2 separate regions of the Mus musculus genome follow, and region 1 is linked to region 2. The links are chromatin contacts, called in public promoter capture Hi-C maps. All regions are on one chromosome and are shown on one strand. Each heading gives the region's core, a stretch centred on a gene start, on an enhancer-like site or on the middle of the called end of the contact. The rest is flanking DNA. Distances are from core to core; before and after follow the strand shown. Region 1 holds the start of 4930524J08Rik. Region 2 holds the start of Cnot6l (CCR4-NOT transcription complex, subunit 6-like).

Region 1 (6,917 bases), core at 1,254-3,753, 3.8 Mb after region 2:
TCTAAATCTCCTGGGACTCAATGGGCAACTAAATTACAGAGCCTCTGCATGTTATGACTACTGAAATCTTTATAAGACAGAAATAAAATGTAAAAGTTTTACCATTCTTCCCGCTGTGCCGCCGCTGCTTCAGTGTGTCGTGGGGAGGAGTTTGAATGGCTAGGGAATTAACAACCGGTACAGCAACCAATCAAAATTCTAGTTTTAGTTTTTGACATTGTTAGGGTTAAAAACTAATTCATTTATATTTCAGTTCAACAAAAAACTTCAAAAACAGCTAGCTACTTTCTAACTTCAAAACTCAAGGGTAATAGAAAGCCTGCCCCAGTTACAAATTAACCATTTTGGTGCCTCTGTCCAAAGAACAGAATTCAGAAAGCAAAAACCAAAATGTTAAAAAAAAAAAAAACCTTAATTTCTTCAAATATTTAACATGTATTCCCTTCTCAAATTAAGCCACACATCGTTCAATATTAGTTCCATTTAATTAAATTCACTTCCCATCCCACCCTCAACTCCCCACTAAAGCCAGTACAACCATTAGCAGACTGCAGAGAATCAGCCTGAACTGAGATTTTCTTAAACATTATACTCCAAGTCCTTCTCCACTGTCCCAACACCCCTACAAATTTTATACTCTTAACCAGTAGTGGAAATCACGGGTTAAAATGACACCTTTCTAAAAACTCCCCACCAAAACTTTCTCCTGGTTATAGTGAAAAAAATTGCATACGCACAGCCCCACTATAAAAAGTATCGAAACCATAACTCAAGATCAGCAATCTGTAATGGGAACAAGAAAATCTAAGGACCCGGATCGAACCCCCTTTCCTTGTCTCCTGAATGATACTCAGCTCCCAAAGGCTGCATTTTAACATTATTAAAAGCAGCTTCTGGTGGCGATATAAGTTACTTCAATTAAAGGAAGCAAGTTAGTATTTTAAAAAAACCTGAAAAAAACTAATTCATTGACCACCACAGGATTTATTGCGTATTAAAGGGTGAGTGGGCTCCTTTGAACAATAGTGAGAGGGTGAGACTGAGAAGAAACCAAAACAGGCTCCTGGGCACTGAAAAGGCGGGAGAGAGATGTAAAAAATGTAGTTGCACAGACTAAATAAGGAAAGACTACAATCTGTACAAATAGGCAACCCAGAATCTGAGGGCGCGAAAAGGGTGCATAGAGAGAATAACTTGGCAGAATGGGGGAAGGGCAACCGCAGGCGGGAGGTGGAAGAGCCCCAGTCAAGTACAGGCCCCATCGACCAGGAAGGACTTAAATGGAGCCCGCGGAGCCACACCAACGCGCCAGCAGACCAGGGACTTTGGCAGGCCCGGTCTGTCTACAGCACAAACGCAGGGCCTGTAGGAGCGTGTCGTGGTGACAGCGTAAAGTGGACAGAACGAACGAATCCTAAGACGAAAACTATTTAAAAGCAATGGCCTGCGGCCGACGCGGGAGAAAAGAGAGGTGGACAGCCTACAGCTTTCCCAAAGCAAGAGCGTGTCAATAATCGCACCGTCTCGGGGGCGAGGGCGAAGCGCCCGACCAACCTTGGCAACCCTGGTAAAAAGCTTTTCTGTGCGTTTGCATTTTTAAGCCTAAGAGGTTAGAAATCCGGGAGACGTGGGGGTGGGGTGGGAGGGTAAGCTCCGACAGGCGGGAAAAAATCCTGGCGGCCACATCGGTGGGAGGAGACCCGCGGCGAGGGAGGAAAGAGGGCGGGCCGCGGAGTAGCATGGTGACGGCTAAAGGTGGAAACGTGTGTGATGGGGGAGGGGGCGAGCAGGCAGGGAAGGAGATGCAGGCCCGGGGGGGAGCCCGAGGTACAAGAGGGGCGGCCGAGGGGGCGACTGCACTGGGGCCTGCGGGCGGGCGGGCGGTCGCGGGAGCGAGGCCTAATGGCGGGGAGGGGGAGGGGGCCTGGCGAGCGGCTGCCCGGGGCCGCCCCTTACTCACCCTTCATCCTCCTCGTTCTTACTGGCGTCGATCTTGGCTCCCTCTGCCTCGGCGCTGCCTCCTTCGGTGCCTCCGGCCGCAGAGCCGCCGCCGCCGCTCCCGCTTCCCGCCGCCGCCGCCGGCCCCTGCGCCGCCGCCGCCACCATGGCTCCCTCCTGCTCGCCCGCCGAGCCGCCTACCGCCGCCGTTGCCGCCGCCGCCGCCCCGTCCCCTCCGAACTGCTCCTCCGACATAGTGCTACTGCCGCCGCCGAAGACGACACCCGCCGACGCCGCCGCCGCCGCGAACCGAAACTAGCAGCAAAGTAATCCCCGCCGCCGCCGCGCGATGCCCGCTCTACCTCGCGAGGCACCCTAGACAAGGCGCGCGCGTGGCTGCAAGGGCTCCTGCGCCTCTCCCCGGCCTGCCCCCCTCGCCTCCCACTCTCGCGCAGCGCGCTCTCTCGCTCTCCCCGGCTGCACTGAAAAAAAAAAGAATGAAGTAGCAGCGGCGGCCACTCTCGCCTCCTCCTCGCTTTAATGGCGCCGCCGCGGACCACCTAAAATGGCCGACGGAAGAACGGCGCGTCCCGGTCACGTGGCTCCGGAGCGCGCCCTTTGCGCCTCCCCCGCCCCCGTCCACCGCTAGGCCCCGCCCCCCGCGCAGGCCCCGCCCTCCCCGTCCCTTTCCGACTGGCTCTCACGCCCCGCGGTCGCGCGGCGCGGGCCTTTAAAGAGGACCGGAAGTGGCGTGCGCAAGAGGGGCGCGCGGGTACCATCGAGAACAAGGAGCGCTGGTTCGAGGGCGCGGCTAGAGAGGCCTCCCCCGCCCCCGTCCCTTGGCCCCGCCCTTCCGCGGATTCCTGGAGTCACCGGCCGCTCCTCGGCTTTGGTTGGCAGGCGCGGCCGACCTGGAGGGGTGTGGTTCGTCCATCCCCAGCGGAGACTTCGTGGAGGCTGCCCTCAGGGAGCCACGGCTGTGGGCCCCGGGACCTGCGTGGGGCAGCGGGCCGCGCCTGTGCAGTGCTCCGCCGTCCCTGCGCCGGGTGACATTGAGGCTCCGCCGCGGCGCTGTCCAAAGGCGGCTTTGATGGTCGAGGCTGCCTCTTCTCAGAGTTGCTTCCCTAGTCTTAAGCTTTGCCTCCGTTATTACAAGAGCCTAACGCCGGCCACGATTCTTTGAAGTCACTATGGATTGGGAAGTGTATGTATTAAGGTCGACTCCAGGGCTCCTTTTTTTTTACGAGTTACAGTCCTTGTATTAAACAGGATATATAAATGTCATGAATCATCTTTACGAGGTTTCTGGGTTTGTGGTGTTGAGGTGGCGATTTTATAAAAAGAAAAAAATGAAACGCCGTTAGGCGTGTGATTCACGATTTTAAAATTAATCGCTAAGAAACCTATTGGAATTCCTACTCAGGAGTTAGACTTTGAAGCTTCCTGCAAGACTTAGAAGAAAATGGAATTTCTGGTTTGGTTTGGTTTGGTTTGGTTTGGTTTTTTTTGTCGTCAACCACTCGACTGCTTAGTAAGTATCCAGTTTCCAAACAGGGTTTGGAGAAGTTTACAAAAGACAGCATACAGGGACAGGACTTCAGCCCAGCTAATTAGGTACACGCTGTAATCCCAGAACTGTGATCCCAGAGAAGGGAGGAAGGACTGTTGAGGCCAACCTGGCATTACCCCTTAGCAAAACACATAAAAAAATTTTAAATAAATGCTTCCCATGGTGTACTTTAAGTCAATTTACAGTAACTGTACATAATCTGAAAATCCCAACGATTAAAACAAGATTTATCACTACAGTTTGTTACAGAATCCATAAAATGAAAGAATATGCATCAAATAGTGGAAATGTCTTCAACATTGAGCAAATCACAGACAGGCAACCACCAAGATGATTGGCGAAAAAGAAGTGATTCCACGTTTTTCTTTACCATCCAAAAATACTGACCAAATAAGATGACTCAAGTCAAATATTGCAGGTTGGCAACAACTTGGATGAACCCGAGGTTTTTATTTATCCTATGGATTTAAATGATGAGCCTTTTAGAAAAACTGGTTGTAGTGGTTTAGAGATTGGTCCCAAAGGCTCCTATGTTTGAATGTTTTAGTCACCATGCCATGGAACTGTTTGGGAAGGATTAGGAGGCATGGCTGTGTTGGGAGATGGTATTCATGGAATTTGCTTTGAGGTTTCAAAGGCCATACCAGGCCTTTCTGCCTGCTGCCTGTGGATCAGGATGGAAAGCTCTCAGCCCACAGGTCATTGCCTACCCTGCCTGCTTCCCACCATGCTGACACTGGACTACCCCTCTCAAATTAGAAGCAAGCCCCCAACCAAATGCTTTTCTCTTACACATTGCATTGGTCCTCACAACAGTAGAACAGTAACTAAGACATCATTTTACCGAAAAAAGTTTACTTTAATTCACAGGCAGCCCTGTCGCTTCTGGAATTTGAGTGTTACTCAAGAGTTCCTCACACTAAGGCCTACGTGCCTTGTTTTGTTTTCTTTTTTGAGACAGGGTCTGTAACCCAGGCTGGCCTGGAGATCACTGTATAGCCTAAGGTGGCCTCACACTCTGGGCAGTATTCCTGCTTCAGCCTCAGGAATGCTGAGATTATAGGGTTGAGCCACCATTTTTAGCCTAGGGCCTTAAATTCTACACCTTGTGTCATTTCCTCCAACCTGAACTTCTTTCTCAACTGTGTGATTTCAACCTTATTGGCCTGGTGAGCTATCCGGCTGCCAGCATCCCAGTCAATGTCATTGTATCTGTGGCATTTCACAGACCCCTCAGGGTGAATTAATCACCACTTTGCATAGCCCATTATCCTTCTTTATCTCTGCTCTTCTTAATTACAGCCATCTAGACACCATTAGTTTTTGAAGAACAAAAATAACATTCCTCTATACCCTAGTTATATTTTCACACCTATATAAAAACAGATATTATATAAAGGTAGAAATTATGTAAGAGACTGTATTGACCCAATAATTGCTCATTGATTTTTGTTTTTTGTTTTGTTTGTTTGTTTGTTTGTTTGTTTCGAGACAGGGTTTCTCTGTATAGCCCTGGCTGTCCTGGAGCTCACTCTGTAGACCAGGCTGGCCTCGAACTCAGAAATCCGCCTGCCTCTGCCTCCCGAGTGCTGGGATTAAAGGCGTGCGCCACCACGCCCGGCTGATTTTTTTTAAATGATCAAAATCTTTCAGACTTTTTTCGCCTAGAGAATTCAAATGGCTCTCCTCTTTCTCTCACTTTATCACTGGCATAAATATACCCAGAGATTTCTTGATGTATGAACTTTCTTAAAGAGGAAAGAAAGAAAAGGTATTTTCTAAGCTTTATTCCACACATAAGAAGTGGTTGGGGAAGCTACACTTGACTTTCCCAAACCACTGGGAAGGAAGCAATATCACCCCTCAGTGTCCAGGCCATCAAAGCTTCCTTCCCCACAGAGGCTTCTGAGTTTGTTTCAGGCCATGCTGGGATGCTGCTACGTGAGGCCCTAGTAAGAACAGTTCTAATCCAGTGCTTAGCATGCTGGAGGCCCTAGAGTCAACCCACAGCACTACCAAAAATCAGCATGGATTTGATACTTTGACTGGAGTCACTCTCTCCAGGACAAGGTGGCCCAGAGATAAGGAAATGGCTTTAACCTTCTAGATCCAATCTACAGGTGGTGTGGATGGTTTACTCAAACATCAAATAACAGGACCAAGAAGAAACAACAAGAAGAACACATTGCTACACAAAGCACACAAGCTCACAGCCTTCAATCACGTTAACTAGCATGTGACCAGGATGGGCCCTTTATTTGCCTGAAGAACATCCTCAGCAGGATTAAAGCATTTTGTTAAGAGTTGGTTTTGTTTTTGTTGCTAGAAAGATGGCTCAGCGCTTAAGAGCACATGCTGTTCTTGCAGAGGATCTGGCTTCAGTTCCTATCATCTACAAGACGGTTCACAGCCTTCTGTAACTCTAGTCTCAGGGGACCTGACACCCTGTTTAGCCTTTTCTGGTATCAGGCACACAGGTGGTGCATAGGCATGCATGCAGTCAAAAAAAAAAAAACACATCTGCATAAAATAAAAGTACAGGTGACAGTGAATGCTGACATCAGAAGAAATAGTCTCCCTCAGGGAAGCACACACCAATTGGTTACCCAATACCAAATGGTCAGCCCTGAAAACATACACATTCAGGTTACATTATACAGACTGAGCAGGTTGTATTTATATATTTAGGAATACACACAAACATATACACACACAGATAGATAGATAGATGGATGGATAGATAGATAGATTGATAGGTAGGTAGGTAGATAGATAGATAGATAGATAGATAGATAGATAGATAGATAGATAGATAGATAGATAGATACACATATATGTAACAATTAAAAAGAGACCATGAATTTAAAAGAGCAGTGGAGGGGCTATGTGGTAGGGTTTGAAGTGAGGAAAAGAAAAGTGGAAATGATACAATTGTTTTATAACCTCAAAACAAAAAAAAATTTTTTTTAGTTTTAGTTTTGTTTTGTTTGTTTTTTCAAGACAGGGTTTCTCTGTGCAGCCCTGGCTGTCCTGGAACTCTGTAGACCAGGCTGGCTTCGAACTCAGAAATCTGTCTGCCTCCCAAGTGCTGGGATTACAGGCGTGCGCCACCACTGCCCGTCTTGTTTTTAGTTTTATGATACTAGGTGAAGTTACCCATTTCTCCGGCAATAAACCTTCATATCAGTCTCAGTAATCAATAAGTTCAGATTCTATTAAAAAATATAGAGGTTCATCAACTATTAACAGTGAGGTTTTATTTTAGTAATGAAATCTGCTACAATAATTAGTTCTACCTGTTTAACTGAAATATCAAATGGGTGCCTTTCAACACAATTGAAAAATTACCACTCAAAAATGATGTGGTGGCCCACACCTTTAATCCCAGCACCTGGGAGACAGAGGCAGG
Region 2 (6,446 bases), core at 79-2,578:
CTCCGGGAACTTCCTCTTCCTCACTGACCTCCTCAGTTCTGTGTCCACGCCTTTCCCTCTAGGAGGCAGGATATAAGCCATTTCAAATTCACAAAATTGATCCAATCCCACCAACACCACAGGCCAACAAGGCCAGTTTCCCTTTCTTCCTCTCTGCCTTTCCAGAGTGATTTCCAGGGAAGTGAAAAATCTAACCAACGATAAAGTATCCGCTGCAACAACTGCAACAACAAAGAACGTATTTACTCAAGCCTCTGCTCGCACAGCCTTAAAGGACGGACGGAAAGAGGAGATCCGAACCCCACGAATTCCGAGATTTCCTGTTTTGATTCACTTTCCCTCGGGTTCCCCACGCCAGCCTGGGAAGGCCTGCAGTTAGAACGCCAAAATATGCCTTCCTCTCCCCTTGGGAGACGCGGAGGCGGCACAGGCGACCACGATCCGCGTGTCCCGCCCCCGACCCTCACCTGGCCAGGCCCGGGGCAGCGCCCGGGGCCCGCGCGAGGACGGAGTCCCAGGAGCGTCTGGGGAGGCCACCGGGCGCGAAGACGGTTAGGCCGCGCTGCAGGCCGGCGCGCTTCCTGCCGCGGCCCCGGCCTCGGGAACCGCGGCCCGAGCCCCCGCTGCCCGCCGCCCGCCGCCGTGGGGGCCGCACTGCCTCCCGCGTCCACGGCGTGGGTTCCCGCCGAGCCGTTCTCACCTGTGAGGCTCTGAGCCCCGGCCTCGAAGCGGAAGGACCTCGACGCTCTGGGGTCCCCGACTCCGTCCCCCTCCCCACACGCACACGGCCTGGAACCCGCGCCCCCTGAGGCGACGCGGGCCGGCTCCCGCCGCCCGACACACACACACGCAGACACACACACACGCGACACACACGCACACCCACTCGCCGCGGGGCCGCCTCCCGCCCGCCAAAGTCCCAACTCACACACCCACACACGTTCGTCCCTCGCCCACCTCACTTCCCCGGGGAGACGCGCTCCCCCTCGCTCCACTCCCGGTCCGACTCCGAGGCACGGAAACACTCTACCTCATTCTCCTCCGCGGGCCCTGAACGAGCACCAGCAGCCATTTCCCCGCGGCTGGGGAAACACACACACACAAACACGCGCGCGCGCACCAGGGCCCCACAGATGCTCCCCTCCAGACCTCAGACGCAAACACAAACACCCACGCCCGCCCGCTCACCCCGAGGGGCCGCGGCGGCGGCGGGAGGCCGGGCCCCGGAAGGCGAGCGCGCAGGGCCGGGAGTCGAGGCCCGCGCCCCCTCCTCACCTGCATTCAGCGCGCCAGGGTCCGGACGGCGGCGACGGCGGCGGCGGCGGGGCGGCTGCTGCTGGGGCTGCGGCGGCGGGGGAGGCGGCGGCGGCGGTGGCGGCGGGGCTGAGGGCAGTAAAGACATGCAGGCAGCCCGCCGGGGGGAGAGGCACCGGCCGGAGGGGACGCGGGGCGGGCGGGCCGGGCCGGGCCGCCTGAGGAACCACCGAGGCGGCGGAGGGCGGCCGAAGGGAGCGCAGAGCAGACGGATCGGGGGGCGGGGAGGGGGGACGCGGGCCGCGCCGCGCAGGACCGGGGCGACCGGGGCGCGTAGGAGAGGGCCCGCGGTCGCCGGAGACGCCGCTGCGAAAGCCTCGCGGAGCCCGCCCTTGGCCTTGGCCTCCTGGCGCTGAGGCTGCCGCCGCCGCGGGGGTCGATGCCGAGCCGGGTCGCTGCCGAGGCCGGGGCCGAGGAGAGAGAAAAAGAGAGGGAGAAGAGAGAGAGAGAGACGCGAGCTTTCGATGCCTTCGCTCTAATTCACACACGCTCACAACCCCGAGGGCCGGGGAGAGAAGTCCAGGCGCTATCGCTTTAGAGATTAATAACAAGGTGCAGAGAGTGCGAGGAGGAGGAGGAGGAGAGTTGATTGACGTGGAGGGGCTGGCGGGAGTCAGTCACTCCCCGGCGCCGAGGGGTGGGGTGAGGGGAAGGGGGCGGGGCCCCGGCGCGCCGCGCTTCGGGAGTTGCGCGTGCGCGCGGGACGGCCAAGCGCCTGGCTCGCTTCTTACCGTCGCCCTCGCTGGTGTTTTGGGAAAAAAAAAAAAACTGCTTTATTAGATTGAGTGGAGGGTAGAAGCCGAGAAGACTCGTACGATTAGCAGAACCTAGGTGCTGATGCTGGGGATGGGGAAGGGACACGCGGGTGCTTGCACTGTTTCCTGACGCTGGCCCACGCAGGCCCACAGCAGAGCTCAGGGCATTCTGGGTGGTTAATTAAGGAGACCTCAGGTGAGGTGGAACGACCCAAGGAAATGTTTTCTGACGTCCTCAGTGGGTTTCTTGACTTCTTCTTCTTCTTTTTAAAAACAGCATGTGTAAATTGCATGGCGGGAGGTGGGTTTAAAAGCCTATGACGCTCTGCGATAACCCCGTCCTATTTTTAATCCTCTCTCGCGATAAAATTGTATTTGGCAGTTTGCGGCGGTTACGGAGTGAAAACATTTAAGTGTAAACTGGAAATATTATTGGTTACCGTGTGAATGGAGCTTGCTATTTTAAGTCCGGAGGATTTTACTTGTGCCACCTGAAGCTTCTTCCAACAAAGCTAGAAGCAAATTGCATGTGCTCTGCAAGGCAGAGTGCTGCCTTGGATTTTGCACTTTTCCGTCTCTCCCGGCGCATGGCTCTGTGCTGGGTATTTACCGACGCCGGTCCAGAGTCGATTCAATATGTTTTATTCTCAAATATATGTTGTTTTCAGCACTCTTAAGGCACCGTGTTGGTTGCCTTTTTCTCAGGCCTTGTTATTGAATGTTTAAAGCCTTTATCTTTTGAGAGAAGAAGGGGGTGCAATTATAAATGCAAATTATTTATGGAGAACTGAACTGCATTTTCTTCTTGTTACCAGGAAGTGTGAATGAGTGAAAAAGCCCCTCTGGGTCAAAAAAAAAAAAAAAAAAAAAAAAAAAACCTACCAGCTACCTTTTTTCCATCCTGGTTCAGTTTCTATTTCCTACTAGCAACTTCTCCCCCCCCCCTCCTCCCCACCCCCATACACACACACACACACACACCAACAGCAACACTTTATGTAAGAGGTGTTAAGATGGCCTTAATCATGCAAGAAGTCTATTCAATCCCAACTGGTTTAGTCCAACCTGACAAGATACTAATAGTAATTAGTAATCTTTGGCTTTGTAAACAACAAAGCCAAACAACAAAGCCAACAAGTTACCCCAGGAGGCCAGAATAGTGAACCTGCCTGTATAGCACCTGACTAAGTAAATTTCTTGACACATACTCCCAAAATAGAAAGACTAGCAAATGTTGCAAAGGGGGAAAATAAAGACTTCAGAATTTAAGTCAGATAAGTGTGATACTTACATGTCTCACATGTCTCCAAATGCCTGTAGGTAGCTTTCTAGGTCCTGCACAGTAAGCACACATACATGCCAGTTGTGTTGTGTTCTTTCCCAGCACGGGAAAGACAGTCAAGCCGCTACAGTCCTCACGCCTGTGGACTGCACAGTGCTTGCAGAGGAAGCTGACACATAAACAGGAAGTTCTCAGAGAAGGAGCCAAAAATGAAAGGTGACACAAATCAGATGAACAATGCCTAGAAGGACAGATGGAAATCGCTGGCGGTTTTTTTTACCTCAGCCATCTGATACTCCCCACCATCTACTGCCTAATAACAGGAAGACAGAGAGCAGCTGCAGATAGAAAGAGTACTGACAAATGATGAGGCTTGCTGGTCTTGAGGCCCAGATTTACAGGGTCAGTGTTCACTGCTGGTGTCTTAAGTTTTAAGTAGTAAATGTTTCCCAGTCATTGAAGACAGGGGAGGGGTAATTAGAACATTTAGAATAAGGAATGTGGATGTTTATAAAAAAGCTCAATAGGGTGGGGGTGGGGGGTGTTCTGTAGAGATGCTCAGTGGTTAAGAGCTAAGTGGCTAAGTGGCTGTTCTTTCAGAGGCTCTGTTTAATACCCAGCTCACAACCATCCCTAACTTCAGTTCTAGGAGATCTAATATCCTTTCCTGACTTCTCTGGGCACCAGTTTGTATCTCCTTGATGACTACTCATCTTTATCTGGATGGATACACTAACTTTCTAGAATTGATCATTACAACAATGTACACATTTAGAGAAATATGTTCTGTAAATAAGTACAACTATACATCAGTGGGTTGAAGAGAAACTTATCCTTTTAAAGAGGTGACTTGGAGCTGCAGACACAGGGCTCAGTCATTAAGAATCCTGCCTACACTTGTTCCTGCCACCCACAGCAGGCATCTCACAAATGCCTGTCACTCAAGCTCCAGGAGATTCAACACCCTCTTCTGGCCCCCAAGGGTACCCACACACACATGGCAAGCATACACAGAACCAAACACATAAATAAATAAAAATAAATCTTAAAAAAATATTAGTAAGATCGTTCAATGCATTTTATCCCATCTCATGAATATGAACAACTATAACTTGGTCTGGAATGTAGTTCATTGGCTTATCATTCTGTAGTACACACAATGCCCTAGTTTTGATCCCCAGCACCATAAATACATGAGCCAAAAACTTTAACTCTGAAATAGTGTCCTTGATGATAGTTCAGCCAGTAAAGTGCTCGAATTGCAAGAAAGAAGGCTCGAGTTTGATCCTGCAGAACCCACAAAAAAAGCTGAGTGTGGGGACACATCCTCATAGAGCCAAGAGTAACTGGAAGGTAGGCAGATCCCTGGGACTCACTGGCCAGCCGACTTAGCCTCCTTGGTGAGTTCCTGGGGCAGTAACATACCCTATCTCAAAAATAAGCGCAAAACAAGCAAAAAAGGCGAAACAAAGCAGCTAGAACCTCAGAAACAACAGCTAAAGTGTCCTGGTGGCCCCACACACATATCACACATGTGCTCATGGCCACTCATATACAAACATAGCACATAAATGTACACAGATACACATTGAGATCATCTGTATTGGTTTTACTTTCCAGGTCTCCCTATAGGACCTCTAAACTACATTTCTATTACCTGACATATTCTACATCTCACTGAACTACATTTTCTATGCTCTTGTCCTCGATATCACCCCCTCTCCTTTCTCTATTTATATATTTTTTGTTGTTTTGTTTTTATTGCGGGTTTTATGTTTGTTTGCATGTGTTCATTTCCTGCCAGTATCAACTTGCACGTGTCTGTGGTGCACCTGTATATGTGTATTTGGAAGTTAAAGTACAACCTCAACATCAGGTGTCAGTCATTCCTCAATAGCTATGCACCTAATCTGTTTGATTGTTTTTGAAGGTTTGGCTTCTAGGTATTTTCTCGTTAATGGTTGGTTGGTTGGCTAGTTGTTTGGTTGGTTAGTTGGTTGGATTTTTTTGAACTGTACCTCACCAAGTAGGCTAAGCTAACAGACAAGCAAGCCCAAGAGATACACCTATCTATCCCTCTCAAGTGCTGGGATAACAAAAATGCACTACCACAGCTGACATACTTTTTCTTTCATTAAAAATAGAGTTCTTTACCAATACAATATATCCTGGTTATGGTTTCCCCTTTCTCCCCGAACTCCTCCCAGTTCGTCCTCAGACACTGACACTTTTAACATGGGTTCTGGGTGGTTGTTTTGAAATAGAATCTAGTGACCCCAGGCTGGCCTTGAACTTACTATGTAGTAAAGATGAGCTTGAGCTTCTGATCATCCTGCTTCCCAATGCATTGATTACAGGACTGGACTCTCAGGCCTGATTTTATGTGGTGCTAACCACATAGTCAAACCAAGCAAGGATTTGGTGCATGCTAAGCAAGCACTCTGCCAACCAGGCTATTCTTCAAGCCACTGGGGTTTGTTGTTGTTTGCTTGTTTGTTTGTGAGCCAAGGTCTCACATTATGGTGCATGGTGGCCTTCTGTGCAGCTCAGGCTAACCTGGAACTTGTGGCAATTCTCCTACCCCACCCTCCCAAGGATTCAGATTACAACCATGCACCATACTGAGCTGCTTCTTATTTTATTACTTGAAGGTGCCAACTGCCATCGGTACAACATCCAAGATTGGTGACTTAATGCTTCTTCTCCTGGCCTTTCCACTCTTTCCATTGCCCTTGCCCTTGTTCCTGTCTCCAGATTGGCTGTGGATTTCACCAAAAATTAAACAACTGTCTTGGTGTGTTAGTTACTTTGCTTGTTGCTTTGACAAAATATCTGACAAGCAGCAATTAAGGGAGGAGGAGGAGGAGTGTATTCTGGCTTACAGTTCAAGGGGATACAGTCCATCAAGGCAGCAGGAACAGGAAGCAGTCAGTCACAAAGCATCCACAGCCAGGAAGCAGGAAGTGAAGGGAGTAGGCCTGAGCTTCCCACAGTGATCCACTTCCTCCAGCGAAGCTCCACCCCTTAAAGGCCCCACGACCTTCTCAAATGGCACCACCAGCAGGGCACAAAGTATTCAAACACATGAGCCTAAG

The links. Promoter capture Hi-C pulls out the DNA fragments that hold promoters and counts their contacts.
Region 1: a contact with region 2 is called in a promoter capture Hi-C map of pre-B cells. The contact joins the promoter of 4930524J08Rik here to the promoter of Cnot6l in region 2. A contact is called at or near these places in 1 of 39 promoter capture datasets (pre-B cells) and 1 of 484 Hi-C or Micro-C datasets (CD4 T cells).

Annotation. Positions count from the first base shown.
Region 1 is chr5:99,976,432-99,983,348 of GRCm38.p6, forward strand. It overlaps 4930524J08Rik, which reads left to right and starts at 2,504. Exons shown (of 2, transcript XM_030254981.1): 1 at 2,504-2,521; 2 at 2,606-3,235. The coding sequence starts at 2,504. The coding sequence ends at 3,121. It overlaps Hnrnpd (heterogeneous nuclear ribonucleoprotein D), which reads right to left and starts at 2,507. Exons shown (of 9, transcript NM_001077265.2): 1 at 1,961-2,507; 2 at 103-159. The coding sequence starts at 2,193. Gm42127 (a long non-coding RNA gene) reads right to left here and starts at 96. Exons shown (of 2, transcript XR_880475.1): 1 at 1-96.
Region 2 is chr5:96,160,662-96,167,107 of GRCm38.p6, forward strand. Cnot6l (CCR4-NOT transcription complex, subunit 6-like) reads right to left here and starts at 1,329. Exons shown (of 12, transcript NM_144910.2): 1 at 1,276-1,329. Gm52799 reads left to right here and starts at 1,134. Exons shown (of 2, transcript XM_030254979.1): 1 at 1,134-1,230; 2 at 1,478-3,285. The coding sequence starts at 1,134. The coding sequence ends at 2,094.